2 separate regions of the Gossypium hirsutum genome follow, and region 2 is linked to region 1. The links are chromatin contacts, called in public Hi-C maps. All regions are on one chromosome and are shown on one strand. The core of a region is the stretch at or near the end of the contact, and the rest is flanking DNA. Distances in the headings are between cores, read along the strand shown.

What was found. A called contact is a pair of places that touch in the nucleus more often than the background predicts.
Region 2: a Hi-C map of leaf shows a contact between it and region 1, with 1.8 times the contacts expected there. The contact joins the promoter of LOC107916648 here to the promoter of LOC107901430 in region 1. A contact is called at or near these places in 3 of 34 Hi-C or Micro-C datasets (callus and leaf).

The regions. Positions count from the first base shown.
Region 1 is chrD11:17,829,913-17,835,151 of Gossypium_hirsutum_v2.1, reverse strand. LOC107901430 (O-fucosyltransferase 27) reads left to right here and starts at 3,250. Exons shown (of 10, transcript XM_016827438.2): 1 at 3,250-3,768; 2 at 4,161-4,245; 3 at 4,883-4,953; 4 at 5,043-5,131. The coding sequence starts at 3,574.
Region 2 is chrD11:17,998,188-18,003,327 of Gossypium_hirsutum_v2.1, reverse strand. LOC107916648 (DNA ligase 6) reads right to left here and starts at 2,036. Exons shown (of 4, transcript XM_041106346.1): 1 at 1-2,036. The coding sequence starts at 1,848. It overlaps LOC107916647 (protein CROWDED NUCLEI 1), which reads right to left. Exons shown (of 8, transcript XM_016845966.2): 6 at 4,155-5,140; 7 at 3,565-3,712; 8 at 2,624-3,209. The coding sequence ends at 2,949.

The DNA.
Region 1 (5,239 bases), core at 2,001-4,500:
GAATTTTTAGATAACTCGAATTGTATAATTTATATTCGAGTTAAACCGAAAAATTTGATTTTTTATTCGAGTTTATCTAAATAACTCGATTAACTCAAATAACTTGAACTATTTAATTCAAAATTTAAAATTTTTATCAAGTTTTTCGAATTGAATCTGATCTTGCTCACCCCTAATATGAGCTACTCTTACTATGAGTATTTACCTCTTTTGACACAGAAAGATTCATATATTGAATTATATTATGCATGATACTTGGATACTATCTTTATTTTGGAAAGGATAGAGAATGTTTGAGTTCTTGAATTATATTTATCACTTTTGTTATTAAATTGAATTTTGGTCGTGATCTCCCTTTGTCACCGTCTCCATGGAGGGTTGAAAGTTGAATATTTGACTATAAAAGATCCACTTAATTTGTGGAATAATTTTAAGAGAAATATATGGTCATTGGAATATGATAATTTTATTTAAAGTTCGTTACAATTTGATGCACTTGAAGTTGTAAAATTTTAAAATTGTGAGTTAATGTAACTTTGTAGTATTTAGGATAAGTTCTCAAATTGACATTATATGGGAAGAGCATTACTGATAAGAACTTGTTAGAAAACTTTTTCAACTTTTCATGTTTTAAATGTGCTCCTACAATAGCAATAATGTGAAAAATATTGTTTACTTGTACTTGAATAAAATAATGAGTTATTAAATAAGTAAATGAAATCATAAAGTTCGTCTTACCGGATCTGCTTCATTCTCTGAAGTGAATATAGCAATACATAACAAATTCAAAAGATGTAATCGTGGACATGGTAGGTGGAACTATAAATGATAAGTGCTAAAAGTAACATGTTTTAATCTCATTCTTAATGCGTTTTTGAGTGATTATTCGATATTAATTGTGAATTTTATGCTCCTAATCATTTAAATTCATATTTTTATACTTAGAAGAACATTTGGGAGTAAAATGAGCAAAAAATGAGCGAAATCCAAAAAATCAGAGCAAGGTACAAGAGCTACAGAGGCTGGCCCCTTCCACACGGCCTAGCCACATAGCTGTATGAGCCACGACTACCACACGACCATGTGGCAAGCCGTGTTGATTTCACTTATTAACCTTTTGAATTGTGGAAAAAAAAGTGATTTTTAGGTTTTTCGAGCATTTTAAGACGTATATATGACAAAAAAAAAGAAAGGTGAGAGTATCATAGAATACTCAAAAAAACAACTCGAAAAACATCATTGAACTCGATTCTGAAGCAGATTTTCGTCAAGATTGAAGATTCGCATTGGATTTCTCAAGAGATTATCATGAGTTTCTTTATTTCTTGTGGTTATACTGTATTTTTTTATGTTTTTATTTGTAAGCATGAACTAATTTTCTAAATACCTAGGGGAGATGAACTCTATGATGAATTCTGTCGTTTGAGTTTTATTTTATGCAATAAATACTTAGTTTCTTGTTCTCAATTATGTGTGCTTAATTCTTGGTTTAATATTTCTAGATTATTGATCCATGTTTGATGTGCTTAAATCAGAGGAGAAATATACCCTATTTAAGAGTAAATATTGCGTAATTGAGTGGAGTTGCATGTAATCCTAGAAAAAAGACAACATAAATCTACCAGATTAAAGTCAAATCTAATAAGAGAATCTATAAATCGAGTTAATGTGATAATAGAGGGTTTAATTAAAAACATACTTTCATTAATCAACTTAGAGTCAGTTGCCCTTACTCTCAAAAGACATATTAACATAATTTAGGGATTTATACGGATCAACATATTAAGTAAAGAAATTGCGTAATTTAAATTAATAGTGACAGATGAAATCCAGGTGAATTCTTTCCTGGGTATTGTTTGTTTCTTGGTCTTTAATTGTTTATTTCATGATTTATTATTTGTTGTGCTCATTAGTTAATAAATTTAGTTAATTTTAGTTTTTAATCAATCATTCGAATTTATCGGCTACATAATAGAAAGACGATAATTACTAGTACTTTTAGTCTTCATGGGAACGATATTTGTACTTATCGTAGCTATACTATTAATTGATAGGTGTACTTGCCTTAGTCAAATTTTTAGTTGGTTTCGTGGACATTAATAATAATCGTCAAAGGGGTAGTCATAATAATTTTGCTCACCACCAAATAGTGAAGAATGAAAATAATGTAGAGACAGATAATAAGATTGGTGTTGGAATTCAAATTAATAGTTTCATGTTATGTTCTAACTTTTAGTTATTGTGCATTTATGGTATGTTTGCTTTGTTTAATTTTGCATATATATCTAAACAAATGAAATATTTATTTGTGTACATTGTGTAAATTGATAAAATTTATTTGCAACAAGTGCATGTAGGTTTTGATTTTATTGTATTGAGACTAATGCTTTATGTTTGGGTGTTTCAAATACGACATCTATAACTACCTCTAAACTTATTAAATTTGTGTTTTCTTCGATACAATGCTAGTATATTTGTTTGTATGATTAATCACATGCGATGGTAAATGAGAAGTATACATTAGTATTGTTGAATCATGTGCATAGTAAATCAAAAGATTACTAGTCCGAATACACTAGTTAGTTGGCATGATAAGTTAGACCATCTTAATCAATAACGATGCGATAATATAAGAATTTACATGGATATTTATTAAAGAACATGAAGATTTTTCATTTATTAAGTGTTTATTGTTCCCGAAGAAGATTTATTAAACTTTATTAGCAAAAGTTAAGTTAATTTTTTATAGAAATATAAATTTATTTAATAAGTGGATATTTTTGTTATATTCACTCATAATTTTAGGGTTTAGAATCCCTAATCATCATATTTTTGTTTACTTTGAATTTGGAATTGATTTACGAAAAAACAAAATTTATTCTTAAAATGAGTATAAATAATTTGTTTTATTATTTAAAAAATATTTTTACGTTTTTGTAATTAAAATTAAAATTAAATGAAGATTTATATTTTATAAATAAAATCAATGAGATTAATCCAAGTGGAATTATCAAATCAAATAGATAAGTAATTCCTCGAATGGATTAACACGTACCCTACAAAAAAAGGATTAGACCCACTTCACGTCACATTAATGAACCAAAAAAAGTGCATAAAAAAATGAACCAAAAAAATCACGTCATATTATTCATAAATCAGACCCAATGTGGCAGCATAATATCAAACAAGCATCCTAATCCTACATCCCGATCTCATATTCATTGAGTTAATTCCAAAAATAGCACGCGCAGGTGAAGAGAGTGGAGCAGCAGTATTAATCAGAATCTTTCCCTGTAATAGCATGTCGGATCTCTCACAAGTTACAACCCAATTAAACACCCCCTGCTACTTCAGTTTCTTTTTTACTACAAAACATGTTCTCACACTTATTTAGAGTCTCTCTCTCTCTCTCTCTCTCTCTCTCTCTCTCTTGCTTTGTATTTTGACTTTTCTCGGTGTCTCTCCTTCTGTTCTCTTCAGTTTCCTCTTTCTTTAACCTTTCTTCCGTTTCTAGACAGAGAAAGCAAATACCCCATTGAGTTTTAGGAAAGAAAGAAAAGAATATTATTAAAAATGAAAGAAGGGAAAGCTTTTTTGAAGTCTAAGATGAAATGGGTCGGTTTGGTTGGTTTAGTTTTGTCAGTTTTTTCACTCTTTGTGCACTTCTTGCTAGCCAGATTCACTGAAGACGGCTTCTCCGAGTACCAGTCTTCCATAACCATCTTCTCCTGGAGACCTGTTTTTGAAGCTACAGACCTCTCGAGAACGGTACTATGCGATTCTTTTATATGCTTTTCCTGTTTCGCATTTTCTTGTTTCTAAATTTGATTATTTTCTGTTGACGTGTTTTTACATTCAGGGTATTTGTCTGTTTGTTTGTTTTTTGAAACATTTTGCTCTTGGTAATTTCACTTTTCTGTTCTTGGACATGTGGACTTGGGGGTTTTAGTATTGTTTTTGGGAGTTTTGTTTGGATCCATTTTGGTTAACTGAAAATGCCCAGATTAGTGTTACTTGTTTCTTTTCATTAAGGTGAGCTGAAATTTGTACTTTGGATCCGATTTGATTTGGTTTTAAACTGTTTTTGTAAGTTTTTGTTTGTTAATTTTATTTAACACATATGGCTTCTTAGGGTTTCTTCTTCTATTGTTTTGGTGCAGAGCCCATTGTATAGAAGACTATGGGGTCCTGTTGGGCAATTGGAATCTTTGCAACCACATGCTAATACTAAAGGATACTACGCAGGTTAGCTCTGATTTCCACTTCTGATTTTTGACAGTTATGTGTTTCACAATAATTTTAGTCATTTGTTTAAAAAAAAAAAACATGACATTTCATGCTTTTCATTCCCAAATTCTAGATAATAGATGTTCAGGTTAATTTGCTAGCATTGAATGATTAGGATTTAAGATCTTTTATTTTCCTTATAAAAATTACTGTGACTGCTAACCATCATCTTGATACAATTCCAATGATAAATGTGATGTAGTTCCTTAACAGTACCTACTGAGTGGTTTTCGATGGCTTATAGTAGCTTTGATTGTTTACGATTGACCGCTCAGATTTTTGGAGAGATTAAAATGGAAACCGTGGGCATGCTCGCTCCATCGTATCACCTAGAATTTCCCCTTGTCTTTTAATTCTTATCCTCACATGCAAACTACTCTATGTATGCAACCTGTAGAATGAGAGGGTTGAACTTTATGTTATTTTAAGAGTAATGTTGATGAATTTATTGGTGTATGTGTCTTTATGAAAACACAGATTCTGATTTTTATCATGTCCTCGTGTCTATTGCAAGTTGCAGTTTAATCCACTTTTTGAAAGCATAGAATTGTTATTTCCTACTAAGGTTGTATTATTATACGTGTGCCTTCGACAGATCCTGGAGCTCAGTCAAGTGGGTACATTTTTGTCAGAATACAAGGTGGTTTCCATGAGATTAGGAGCTCGGTAAGGGTGCTATAGTGAAAATTATTATTTATGGGTAAAGTTATCTTATATATGTAGTTGGAATTGTAATGATTTTGTTTGAATCCTAGATATGTGATGTGGTTGCGGTTTCTCGGTTTCTGAATGCTACTTTAGTTGTTCCAGAGATCCAACAAACAACTAGCAAGAAGGGAATCAGGTGACTTTTGATAATTAGTACTGCTTTCTATTCTTATTTGGAGTTGGATCATATGATAATTTGACTTATCAGTAATTTGTCCTGTATCAACTTATATTTGTAATATGT
Region 2 (5,140 bases), core at 787-3,286, 170 kb before region 1:
TTTAGAGTCATCAGGCAAAAGTTTACTGAAGAAGCTAGTTATTGTGGGTTGTTTTGACCCGCTAGATTCCAGTTTTGAATTACTTTTTACTTTCTTATTTGACCTCTTCTCAGTGTTTTTCTTCCTCTTGCTAGGAGATATGTTGCTCCACCGTGTAAGTTTCAAACTAGGAGACTTGCTGACTTGACTTAAATTAGTATTTACACTTTCATCAGTGCTACTTCGAAAAGGTCCTGAATTTGAAAGTAATATAGGGCTGCTTGGTGAACTGGCATGGGATGCAGATTCAAAGGTTCTAAACACAGAGACTTGCTCGTAGAATTCAATTTCATGCTCATAAAAGTTAGAAACTGCTTCAACAATATTCCATCTTGAGCAGCTAACCAAATCTAATATCTGGTCTCTGGTCACCCATTTGGGCAAAGAATCCCTGGTTTCCTCAATGATTCTCTCTCTTTCCTCCTCGCTTGGTATAGTTGAATCTTGTGAATCAGGTTTATGGACGTAAGATACATCATTCGAAGAAACATCCATGTCATTACTCTCAACTGTTTTCATTTCAAACTTATATTTATTTCTCTCCATGACCCTTTCCTCATTAGCATCCCTTTCAACTTTTTCTACAGTTTCACAGTTGCCACGATGAAAACCCATCAGCAAGTCCTTCTTATTGTCCATTTCATCAATCAGCCCATCAAAGTGCTTTCTCAGTTCATCAGCATGTTTACTTTCAAGCTTCTCAAAGTCCATACCAACTGTAGGAATAACCTTCTTCGGTTTCAAAAACTTCACATATTCTTTAAGCTCATCATAATTAGAATGCTCACTACAAGGGACCAGATGTATATCAAATGTATCCTTAGTTTGCACTGCAAATTTATTCCGCTTGACTTCATAAGTCCACCCAGTCGGCACAAATCCGACAACCTTCTCATACCCTTTTTCCACCATAATCTCTTCCATTATCACAAAATTCGGCCTAAAGGACGGCCAAGTTTCACCTAATACACTCCAACCAACAACGTGAACATCACTCTCACTCTCATCTTCAGTAAAAACTTCACCATCCCCATAACCCAGAACACGCAAAATCTCCATTTTCCTCCCATCAACACATATCTTGGTCTTACATCTCCGTGCAACCTCAACCAAAATATTCTCTTTCCCAGCAACATAAGTAGCAATAAGAAACAAAACCCTCCTTTTCCCAAATTCCTTACCTATCCTATCTACCACACTAACCACATAATCAATCGATTCTTCTTGAGAAGGAAGTATACATTTCGGATCACAGTATGTAGTATCTAAAAAAATGGCATCACATCCAACAAATCCAATCAAATAACTATTCAACTTCATCGGATTGCAGTAACGAAAATCGCCTGTGTGAACATACCTTTCAAAGATCCCATTTTTAGTGGGAACTTTGAATAATAACTGGACTGAACCAGGGCAATGATTGGCGTCGATGAGAATGACCTCGCAGCCATCTACTAAAACGGGGTCGTTTAGAGGCAAAGCGAAGACGAAACGGGGTTTGGATGAGGAGGAGGGAAGTGAGGTGGGAACAAAAGATGATGCCTTTTGACCAGGAAGGAGAGAGGCCGGAATACTGATCGGAGTGGAAGTGGGAGAGGAAGTAAGAGGCGGAGAAGGCTGTGAAGGGGTGGCGGAAGGAATCGATGAGGAAGCGAGTGTTGGGGATGAAATTGGAGGGAGGGAAAGAGGAGGGAAAGAAAGCGTGGAAGTGGTGGAGTTTAGGGCAGTGAGGTAGAGTTGGGTGGAGTCTAGGGTCAAGGTTTTGACTCTCTCATTGGCGGTGGCTGTGGCCGCTGATTGAGCGGACATCGGCGGTGTTTCGTAGGGTGGTGTCGGGTCAATTATGGGAGAAAAGGGGGCATTTTTCTTTTAAATGGATCTGGAAAATTTTTGCGAGGCTGATTTGGGAGTGTTGTGGTTGCCACTTGCAAGTGGCGGAGGCTCACTGGCGCCAAAGCGGTAGTTGTTTTATTGTTATCATTTTGTTGTTTTTCCTCCAAATTATTGAGAGTGAATCGAAGGAAATAAATAAGATAAACTTGAAAGAGGACATTTGTATACTAATAAAACTAAAAATCATATATTATTTTTATCGGTTGACTCGAGTATTGATGTCGGTTGTATTGAAACGCATTATAGTCTTGTTAAAATTATGAGTTCAAAATTTTAAAACATATAAATTATGTATAATAAAATTAAAATACATAAAAATTCAAATTCAACTACATAAATATTTTTATTAATTTTTTTAAATAAAAAAAATTAAAATATTTTTAAATAATATACTTTATTTTAATTATAAAAGAATATTTCTATAATTTTTCTGTCTAAATTAGTACCCCGAATCAATGCCAACTCAAGAGCTTAAATAAAAATATAAATAAAATAATTAGTGCTCTAACAAGATTAAATAAATAATGTGATCTTACTTTTCAGAAGTGATGTTAAAAGCACGTTCTAGCCTTGCCTTGAGGGCGACATGATCAAGAAGAACATCTTATGAGAAATTTACTTGAAATCAAATATTAAAATAAAAAATTCGAGCTTCAGTTTGACTCTTCTGGACGGGTAAAACGGTTGGGCATTTACGGACGACAAAAGTCAAACAATAATTCCAGAAAAGTTTAGAAATACACAAGTACTATCCGATACAAACAATTTGGTCGTGGAAGCCGTACAGTCCACCACTCATTTCTACAACAAATAAATCATGTATCTATCTATCTAATCTAGGACCGTCTTGCAAAAGAATCAAAAGGAAAACCCTACCCCCCCCCCCCAAACCACCACCTGAATTAATTTCTGGCGAATAATTACATTTATATTTTAATACACACTAGCTGTTCCTACGAGGAAATCTGCACAACTGGGCTCGGAATTTGGCAAATTACAATATATGATTTGCATCATTATGTGGTCAGAAAACTCCACAGCTTCTTTCCTATCGATACTTCACCAGGGTGCTCTAAATTATTCTCCTCCCCTTCAGTCTCGTCCTCATCCTCATCTTTATGCCCTTCGCTGTGTGATTCACTCTGGTAGTCATTTCCATCACCGTACTCGCCAACCACTTGAGGTGTGCCATTCACCTCCTCACTTAATGCCATATTGGCATCAAATGTTTTGGTTGCACCAGCATTACCATCTTTGGTGTCTGGACCTGTCTCACCCTGCAACATAAAAGATATATAAAACAAGATTACTTAAACATGGTGAAAATCATTAAGACGAGTTTTATAAATCATCAAAATCTGAAATGGTGAAGTTCAGCTTTAGAACATGAGCCTCGTAGCTCATTCATATTTATGATGATATCATGAAATCATCTCATCGACTTTTCAGAAAACAGAAAACCAACGAAGACCATGCCATGCATAGATAATTTACTCAACTAACGAGTCAAAGCATTCTGTCAAGTGACAACTGACGTAAATTTGTAGCAGAGATCATTGACATGCACGTAACCATCTGCATCAAACATGCACATGCCACAGTACAAAAAATTAAAATTTCAAGGCCCCTTACCTGCTGCAGAAAGTGTGCACCACTATTCTCACTTGCATCTCCAGTTTCACTTGCAGGCATTGGAGAGTAGTTAACTTGATCCACTGCATCTTTAGCACCTTCAGTTTCTCTATTCATGTCAGATGTGGTTTTAGCAACTGTGACCCCACTACATCAAAGCATATTCCGCATATTAGTTGCATCAAAATTGCTTCTGCTGAAATATTTTATACTGGGTTGTCCTTGTCCAACAAAATAACATCATCCACAGGTTTCACATAGTAAATTAAATTGTAATCTAATCCAACTTATTACAAACAATACATTTGAAATAAAATGATTCAGCAACCTACCATATAGTTATTTTACGGTCACTGCAGAATTATTGATTTCACTAAGTGCTAGTCCATCTCTAATTAAGTGGACCGGCAATTCTATAAATGATTAATTGAAATTATGCTAAACTTAGATTAACAGCAGATAAGACAAATCAACAAGTAGTGGTTCTTCAGCTTAATTACAAATCAACCATCAAGCTGTATAACCACAATGAATATTCATACACACATAAAGCAAGAGATGAAAAATCTACCATCTCAACAGTAACTTACTTTTTGGGCCGTCGGAGATTATATCTTTTCTGACCAGTAGATATAGCCGAGACAACTTTTTGATGCCTCTTTCTTCTCTGGCCTGCTGCAATACTATCAGAATGTCCTTCACTAACATCTTGCTTACTGTCTGATATTTGGGATGTTTGAGCATGGTTCCGCTTCCGTTCATTTCTAGATGTGCCTCCATCAGCAAGACCAGATTCACCCCTGCTTAAAGCATTGGCATGAACAGAATCAACACTACCATTTGGATGCTCAAGTTCATTTGGTTCTAAAGCTTTCCCAAGAATAGCCTCAGCATCATTGACAACTGCCTTCGCAGAGCGTCTTACTTTAGCTCTAGGCCTGCTTCTCCTGTGAACCTGCTTTCCATGATTCAGATCACAATTCTGAGAATCTTCCAACGCTTCCAGTTCCTTACAATCCATGTTGTTCTGATTATCAACTGACAAGTCCTGACCAGCCTCAACATCTCTTGTGCTGGTGTCTGACTGGAACCTATGAATCTCCAAAGATTCAGTTGCCGCAACAGAAGTGAGCTCTGGCTCATTTTCAGTTGTTGACATGCCTTTCATATTAACTTGTTGACTAGAGAGTGAGGGCCCCACGTTCAATTTTTTTAAAGCATGAGGCTCAATGTTTTTCGCAGGAGAGAATTTAAATATTTTTGAGGTGCATTTACGAAGCCATGACATAGTTCCAGCAGAAATTGGAGATCCTGAAGCAACAGATGCAGACATCATCTGCCTCTCAGATGCAACAAAATTCCCAAAAATATTTCCGCTGGTATAGTTATCTGCCAAACTTGGAAGCAGAGGGACTCCCTCATTCTCTATTTCCTGTAGGTATTTTAGATCAGAGAGTAGAAACTCAGAGGTAATCTCACCACAATTCTTGCAACTCTTTTGTTTCTCAAGAAATGAAATAAAGCGGTTCCTCTCCTTGATCAATTGCTCTCGTTGGTCCTTCAACTTCTTGCTGAG